2 separate regions of the Bombyx mori genome follow, and region 2 is linked to region 1. A link is a contact called in public Hi-C data. All regions are on one chromosome and are shown on one strand. The core of a region is the stretch at or near the end of the contact, and the rest is flanking DNA. Distances in the headings are between cores, read along the strand shown. Region 1 overlaps Pdk (pyruvate dehydrogenase kinase). Region 2 overlaps Pdk (pyruvate dehydrogenase kinase).

Region 1 (3,544 bases), core at 574-3,073:
TATAAAGCCATTCTGTTGTTAAAACTCGTGATCATAAAAGCAAAGTATTGAATGCAAAAGGTACGGACATCTATGAGGCGGACAAGAGTTTAACTGCGGCGTTGACCTCTTGACTTTATTTGATTTTTTTAACTTTTATACTTGACGTGCCGTGCGGAAATAAATAAAAAATTGTATTAGAAACTTTCAGTAAAAAAGCCCTAATCGTCTCCCTATCTAAGCAGAAGAAAGGCTCCTGTGAATATCCTATAACGATTGTTCCAGTGTCGAGTCTGCGCCCGATGCCCATAGTGTATGTGCCCTCGCACCTCTACCACATGCTGTTTGAGCTATTCAAGAATGCCATGAGGGCCGTCATGGAGAACCACGGCACCGCCCCACCGCCGATACAAGTTAACCTCGTCAACGGGAAAGAGGACATATCCGTTAAGGTGAACGCACGCAAGGCACATACGGATGAAGGGTCTTAGTTTATTGCAGAAACTGGTTTACGGTGTTACGGGCTCGCCGTGGTCCATGGACATCATAATCTGATGCTACTTTTGTAATTGAAGTTTCGAGTATATTGCTTCGTGGCAGAGGTAGATAGGACGGTGGTGACTCCTACAGACAGGCGCCTTTGTGTGCCACAAATCGAAGGAGCGTCAGCAAAGAAAACTGAAACGTATTTTTTTATTGATTTTAAAAACAGTTCGTAGGGTCACCAGTTTCACACTAAGGAGTCCGTAATAGGATAGGCAGTTTATTTCCTATTTGCACAGTATATTTAGAAGGAGAAAGAGAAGTAGAAGGAGAAAGTACGGAGCAACAGAAGGCACAGATAAAGCTGTAGGAAGTCCAAAGAACAATATTAAACATAGGCACGAGCAACAGATCGCAACAAAGGAAAAGTGTACCGTTAGTCCAGGGACGGGGACCATTCATCATTAGGTGTCCGTATGCTCGTCTGCCTGCATGGACAGTAAACACTAACCCAATGTGCTAAGAGGACCTTCGTCGTGAAGGTTCATTTGTCATACACCCCTCGGTCCCCCAGAGTGTCAGAGGCGGCCCCCTCCCCCGGTCCCCTTGAGAGTCAGGGCGGTCCCCTCCCCCCAGAGTGTCAAGGGCGGCCCCCTACCCCGGTCCCCCAGTGTCAGCGGCGGTCCCCCCTGGCGAAGCGCTAATCCGTCCCCTTGTTGCAGATGTCTGATCGCGGCGGCGGCATCCCGCGCAGCGTGTCGGAGCTTCTGTTCAAGTACATGTACAGCACGGCGCCGCAGCCCTCCAAGTCCGACTCGCACACGGTGCCGCTAGCGGGTAAGCTAGACCCTCTTACGTCACGCAGCATAGGTCGACGACCCTGTCAATATCAATCAAAACAGCACAACAACTTGCACTGGTGGTAGGAGCTCTTGTGAGTCCGCGCGGGTAGGTACCACCACCCTGCCTATTTCTGCAGTGAAACAGTAATGCGTTTCGGTTCGAAGGGTGGATAAGCCGTTCTAACTATACTGAGACCTTAGAACTTATATCTCAAGGTGGGTGGTGGCATTTACGTTGTAGATGTCTATGGGCTCCAGTAACCACTTCCATCTGCCATCTGTTGTTAAAATCAGAAATGAACTGGAAAATTGTAGACACAGTTCTTCGACCTCACGTCTCAAGCCCCAAGACGGCTTCATATTATATCTAATCAGTGCGTTGATCTCGCAGGTTACGGATACGGGCTGCCCATCTCTCGCCTGTACGCGCGGTACTTCCACGGCGACCTGGTGCTGGTATCGTGCGAGGGTTACGGCACGGACGCCGTCATCTACCTCAAGGTACACCAGACACTAAGGACAGTAGCTGACCAACCCTCCCTCATCCCACCCTCTCCTTGTGAATGGGCGACTCAAGCCGGTCCCCATCAAGTGACAGGCGATAAAATGCTAAGATGGTCTTTTTTTCATTGCCCTTGTAGGCAGACGAGCATACGGCCCACCTGATGGTGAATGGTTACTGTCGCCCTTGGACTTCAGCAATGCCAGGGGCAGAGCCAAGTCTCTGCCTACCGCAAAACAGTATTACAAACAGACACTTCAATTTTATTTATATGTATATATATATCATTAAAATCATATTAACCGTTACCACCAGGCTCTAACGAACGAAGCCAACGAACTACTGCCGGTTTTCAATAAGACGTCTTCGAAGTTCTACCGCCCCTCGTCCCAGCTGGCGGACTGGTCCGGCACCCTCAACTCCTCGAATCAGTGCAGGAGGGAGAAAGTGTCTCCGCTCTCATCACCGATATCGCACAGCCTATAGTCCCCTAGGCTGGTAGTAGTCCGACCGGCGCCATTCAGGTATTCAGATTTTACTGGTGGTAGGACCTCTTGTGAGTCCGCGCGGGTAGGTACCACCACCCTGCCTACTTCTGCCGTGAAGCAGTAATGCGTTTCGGCTTGAAAGGCGGGGGCAGCCGTTGTAACTATACTTGAGAGCTTAGAACTTATATCTCATGGTGGGTGGGGCATTTACGTCGTAGATGTCTATGGGCTTCAGTAACTACTTAACACCAGGTGGGCTGTGAGCTCGTCCACCCATCTAAGCAATCAAAAAAAAGGTACAACTTTCTGCATCATCAGATCATCATCAATGATGCTAGTTCTGTTAGCTTGGCCTCTCCGATGCTGACGTCACAGAGATAGAGACAGCGATAGTCGGTCGTCTCGCTCTAAAACTCGAGTCCACGAGGCGAGTCCGAACGACCTAACGATTCGGTTTTATTGCCCAACTCTGAAGATCCTATATAGAACTTTGTTTGGGACATTATAGATATACACGTTTTTCGCTGTGTGTGTCTGTGTGGTGATATCGAAAATTTCATATACCGCATATATAATGCCAATAATAATGTCACTTATGCAAAATTTATGTTCAAACTGAACTGAGTTTAAGAAAATACATTTTGTCTCAGTTATTAGTGAGAGGTTTGCTTTTACTGATGAAGTTTTAAAGTTGTAGTTTTTATATTATAATAATTTCATTTCATTAGTCGAGAAGAACTATTTAATTGTAATAAGATGTTCAATTTTCAAAGGGCTCTCTTGAAAAAAAAATACATAATTTGCATAAGTGACGATGTAGCAACGACTGTGGGATATGGTTAAGGGAAGCTGTACCGGGACTGTTTCTTTAAAATTTAAAAAAAGTGTTTGCCGAAAAATCGTTGTCGATGGTTCGTGTTTGACAGCTTTGACGTTTGTCAAAGTATTTGTTAATTTTTTTTCTAAGTTGACAAAGCGAAGCTTAAATATAAGGGGAAGTTTAAAAATGTTTCTGAATAGTTTGGTCATTAACTATTGTGTACAAAATAAAGTAGTCTAGATAATATATAATTAAAAAAAAACTAGGAATAGATGTATTTTACGTCAGCATTAGGATCACAAGGTCGAGTCAGTTATTATACGCGATTCAAATCTCGCACGGATGGGTAGACAGGTGGTGTGAAGTCGATGCCCCAGTCCATATACGTCACGACGCGAACGACCCAACATTGAGACGTGAGGTCGAACCA
Region 2 (3,480 bases), core at 904-3,403, 42 kb before region 1:
TGCATGATTTTTTCTCAGTAAAATTAATTAGTTAATTATCATATAATAATTAGTTAATCATCATCAACCTATAACAGTCCATTGCTGGACATAGGCATCTCCAATTGCCCGCCACTGAGCACGATCCTTGGCTTCTCTCGTCCAGCTCCTGCAAGCCAATTAATTGTATTCAACTAAAGTTAATTATCGAGGTTCTGAACAAAAAAGGGCGCTTTTACATCTCGCAATCAAAACAAAAAGACAATGCGCACTTTAAACAAAGGCGAAATTCACCCAAATTTCAACGAACACAGGAAGTAATAACGTTTATATTTATTCAACAGTTATACAGTAGCATTGACCTACGACAAAAATATGGCGTCGCGCCAATATTCACTTTACGTCCATTTTTCATTCGCCCTTGGGAACTCGACTATATTGGCATCTCGAAGCGTGCATGTGTTGAGTGCATGTTATGCTGTCGCATAAGTTATATGCTTTCCGGGCAGAATTTGGAGGCCCGATATATCAATCGTGGTATAGAACCAAAGATTAACAAAACTTAGTTCAAATTTGTACCATGGTATAATCACTATACTTCTTTCGTAATATCAATACGAAAACAAACCTAGTTTAGCTAAACTAAGATGATATTTTCACGTATGGCAATATTTTGTGTTCCATTCTTTTCAATTTTTACGGCTTTCAAGCTGAAAAAACTAATGTATATAAGACAGGAGAATTGTTTTTTTTTACAGCAGACAGAAAGAATTCAACAGTTTGTTTGTTTTTATTTCCTTGAGCCTTGCACAACGCAGTTTTGGTCAACGAAATCGGTCTTAGAACAGCAGCTGTTGATTTCAAGTGGCCATTTTGAAAAAAACAGCTCAGACCCAATCTCATGATTTGATCCGGAATCGATCCAGCGATTGAACCGCTTAATCTTTAAGATATTTTAAACTACGCTTGATATTACGAGCCTAAGAGTTCCTTGTTCCTATACATAAAAACTGATACACGTCACAACACAACTGCCATGCCCACTTTGAGCTATCGGGTTGAAGCCTCGGTACCAAGCCCACAATATGCCACCACTTCTAACATGCCATTAATGATAAGTATGATTTGATCTTAAAACAAAGGCGTCGAGATAAACAATGCCTCTTAAACTTTATCAAAAGTACAAAGTACAGTAAACAGGATTCTCTTGATAGATCTTATCTCGAAACTATTATATTGTTTGATGAAATACAGTATAGTAAATCTGGCAATACATGTTGGCCAAGACTCGGCCAATGTGAACGTAGAGAAACTCTTTATAGGGCTTGCTTTCGTCTTTGTTGAATCCCTTTTGGTAAATTTCGCCACTATAAAAAAAAAAGCTTGCATAGCCTCATGGCTATAAATTAACCAAACTTGAACCTAGTTAGGGACATACAATAATTGATGATTGGGATATAATGAGTGAATGATGAGGATAATGACAAAGGGAAGATCTGCCACCGAAATAGATCGGCAGACTGCTTGCTAATGATTGGAAGTTGGATATATGCAAACCGATTTTGAAATATCAAGGACGTTTGTCAAATATCTTCTAGTTTATGATAGCAACCGCTAAACTCATGTAATGAAAACACTGCTCTGTAACGTTTATAATTTCAAGTAACAAATTCCGGTCACGGTGATTGTATAAAAGCATCGATTTCTTGAAACTACTCCTGCGTCACCTTTCGTAACACAATGGTACTGTTATAACCTTCCTTGGAGTCCCAACAACTGACCAAGTTTCATAGCATGAAGGGCTTGGCTTAGGAACAGATAAAGATCAAACAAGGTGTCTTTTTTGGAAACCGTTTTTGCAAACCCTACAGTTGGGACTACAGGCGCAGTCCGACAAGGTGATTCGACCAAATCCGCACCACACTCGAGATCCCATTCCACGACGCTCTTCATGCGGCCAATGATCGGAGGCGCTGGCGGGACATTTCAAGAAGCAAAATCCTGTCGACATATAATGGTCACGACCTTCAGCAGAGAGGAAACGACGCGAGGAGGAGGAGACAGTTGAGATTCACCATGCTTTTATGTTATTCACTCGACCCTGGACCTACACGTGGTGTATTACCAAGTTCGTGCGCAGTTAATCTGAGATATGGCGCACGCGTCACTGCAACTGCGCGATATACAAATTTATGTTCAAATGCACACGCTCGGAACCAATCTAGAACCAAAAAGCCCTGTGTTATAATCAGACAGTAAAACAGAAATAGATTCTTTGTCGTCAGAAATAAAGCTTATTTTCGTAATTCTATGTATAATAATGCCCGTGTTATTTGTGATTCGGTAAATGATTTGCAAATTTTCGATGAAGCAAAATAGATTTTCAAGAAAGTATACTGGTTTTCAATATTTAGTACAGAAATAAGAATGAAAAAGCCTACATTTTTCTCCGAGGAGAACGAATAAGCTTTAAATGAAAGTCGTAATAGTTCAAATGCTTGGGAACTTATCCTGGACAAACAAATAGACAGAATATATAAAAATGAAATGTAACCAATTTGGAAGGTCAACACAAACGGTAAGTTCCTCCACCGCGCGTTTGAAATTTCTCTGTACACCAACAGCCCAAATGTTGTTGTTCGGAACCTGTATATACGTAAGCTTATCTTGAAAACCTTGTTAGCGAGATTCAGGTACCTGTCAAATATCTTGTGTACTAAGATGGCTACCGCCACACTCGTGTATCGGTTTTGTAAAAAATCAAATAAGCACATAGGTTGGACAAATAATGTATTCTACCAGAGAAGGACCCGGTCATCGTTCTCGCCGGATCTTCTCAGTGGGTCGCGTTTCTGATCCGGTGGCAGATTCTGCGAAGCACTCTTTTTGCTAGGGTTAGTGTTAGCAACGTCATCAGATTTGAGCCCCGTGAGCTCACTTACTAGTTAAGGCGACGCTGATATAGCCTCTCAGGAAAAAAAAAAGAATAGATAGATAGATCGAATATAGAATGTATACGAAAAATCATAATATAAGACCAAATACATAGAAAAATCCGTGTCGAGAACATAAGAGTATGGTCTGACCTGCGCTTTTGTCTTCCCAATACTAGCAGAGCATTATTAGTCGTTGAACAGAATGATGACATTACTATTAAAAAATCTACTGTTCTTTTATGTTAGATTGTCAGACTGTGGCCATTTAAAGGTTAGGATAGCCGCAATTCAATGAAGCCAAGATTTCTCGAGCCTGGGTAGGCATAACCAAACCGGTTTAGACGTAACTTATCGACCCCCTATCAAAGAAACGTACATTTTCCTTATTTGCTGTATGATTGTTGACATCCTTACGGAAGATAACACGTTTTCCTCATACATTTAACTCGACCCAGTAAAATGCTTCACGTATATATTATACTTCGTGTGACCTCTGCGGGACGACTCAAGGGAGTGAACGTTTGCTAACAAGATAATCACGTGGTTGTGTTGACGCTACAAGTTG

The links. A called contact is a pair of places that touch in the nucleus more often than the background predicts.
Region 2: a contact with region 1 is called in a Hi-C map of midgut, with 2.3 times the contacts expected there. The contact joins two enhancer-like sites. A contact is called at or near these places in 3 of 7 Hi-C or Micro-C datasets (midgut, posterior silk gland and whole pupa).

What each region holds. Positions count from the first base shown.
Region 1 is chr2:1,520,375-1,523,918 of ASM3026992v2, reverse strand. Pdk (pyruvate dehydrogenase kinase) reads left to right here. Exons shown (of 9, transcript NM_001114643.2): 6 at 265-431; 7 at 1,185-1,299; 8 at 1,696-1,805; 9 at 2,122-3,544. The coding sequence ends at 2,292. Among protein-coding and RNA genes, the nearest start is that of LOC101739633, 8.8 kb to the right of the region's middle. Within about 2 kb of position 1,823, at least 4 of the 8 cell types and tissues checked have open chromatin away from gene starts, as enhancers often do.
Region 2 is chr2:1,562,359-1,565,838 of ASM3026992v2, reverse strand. All of the region lies in intron 1 of Pdk (pyruvate dehydrogenase kinase), which reads left to right. Among protein-coding and RNA genes, the nearest start is that of Pdk, 16 kb to the left of the region's middle. Within about 2 kb of position 2,153, at least 5 of the 8 cell types and tissues checked have open chromatin away from gene starts, as enhancers often do.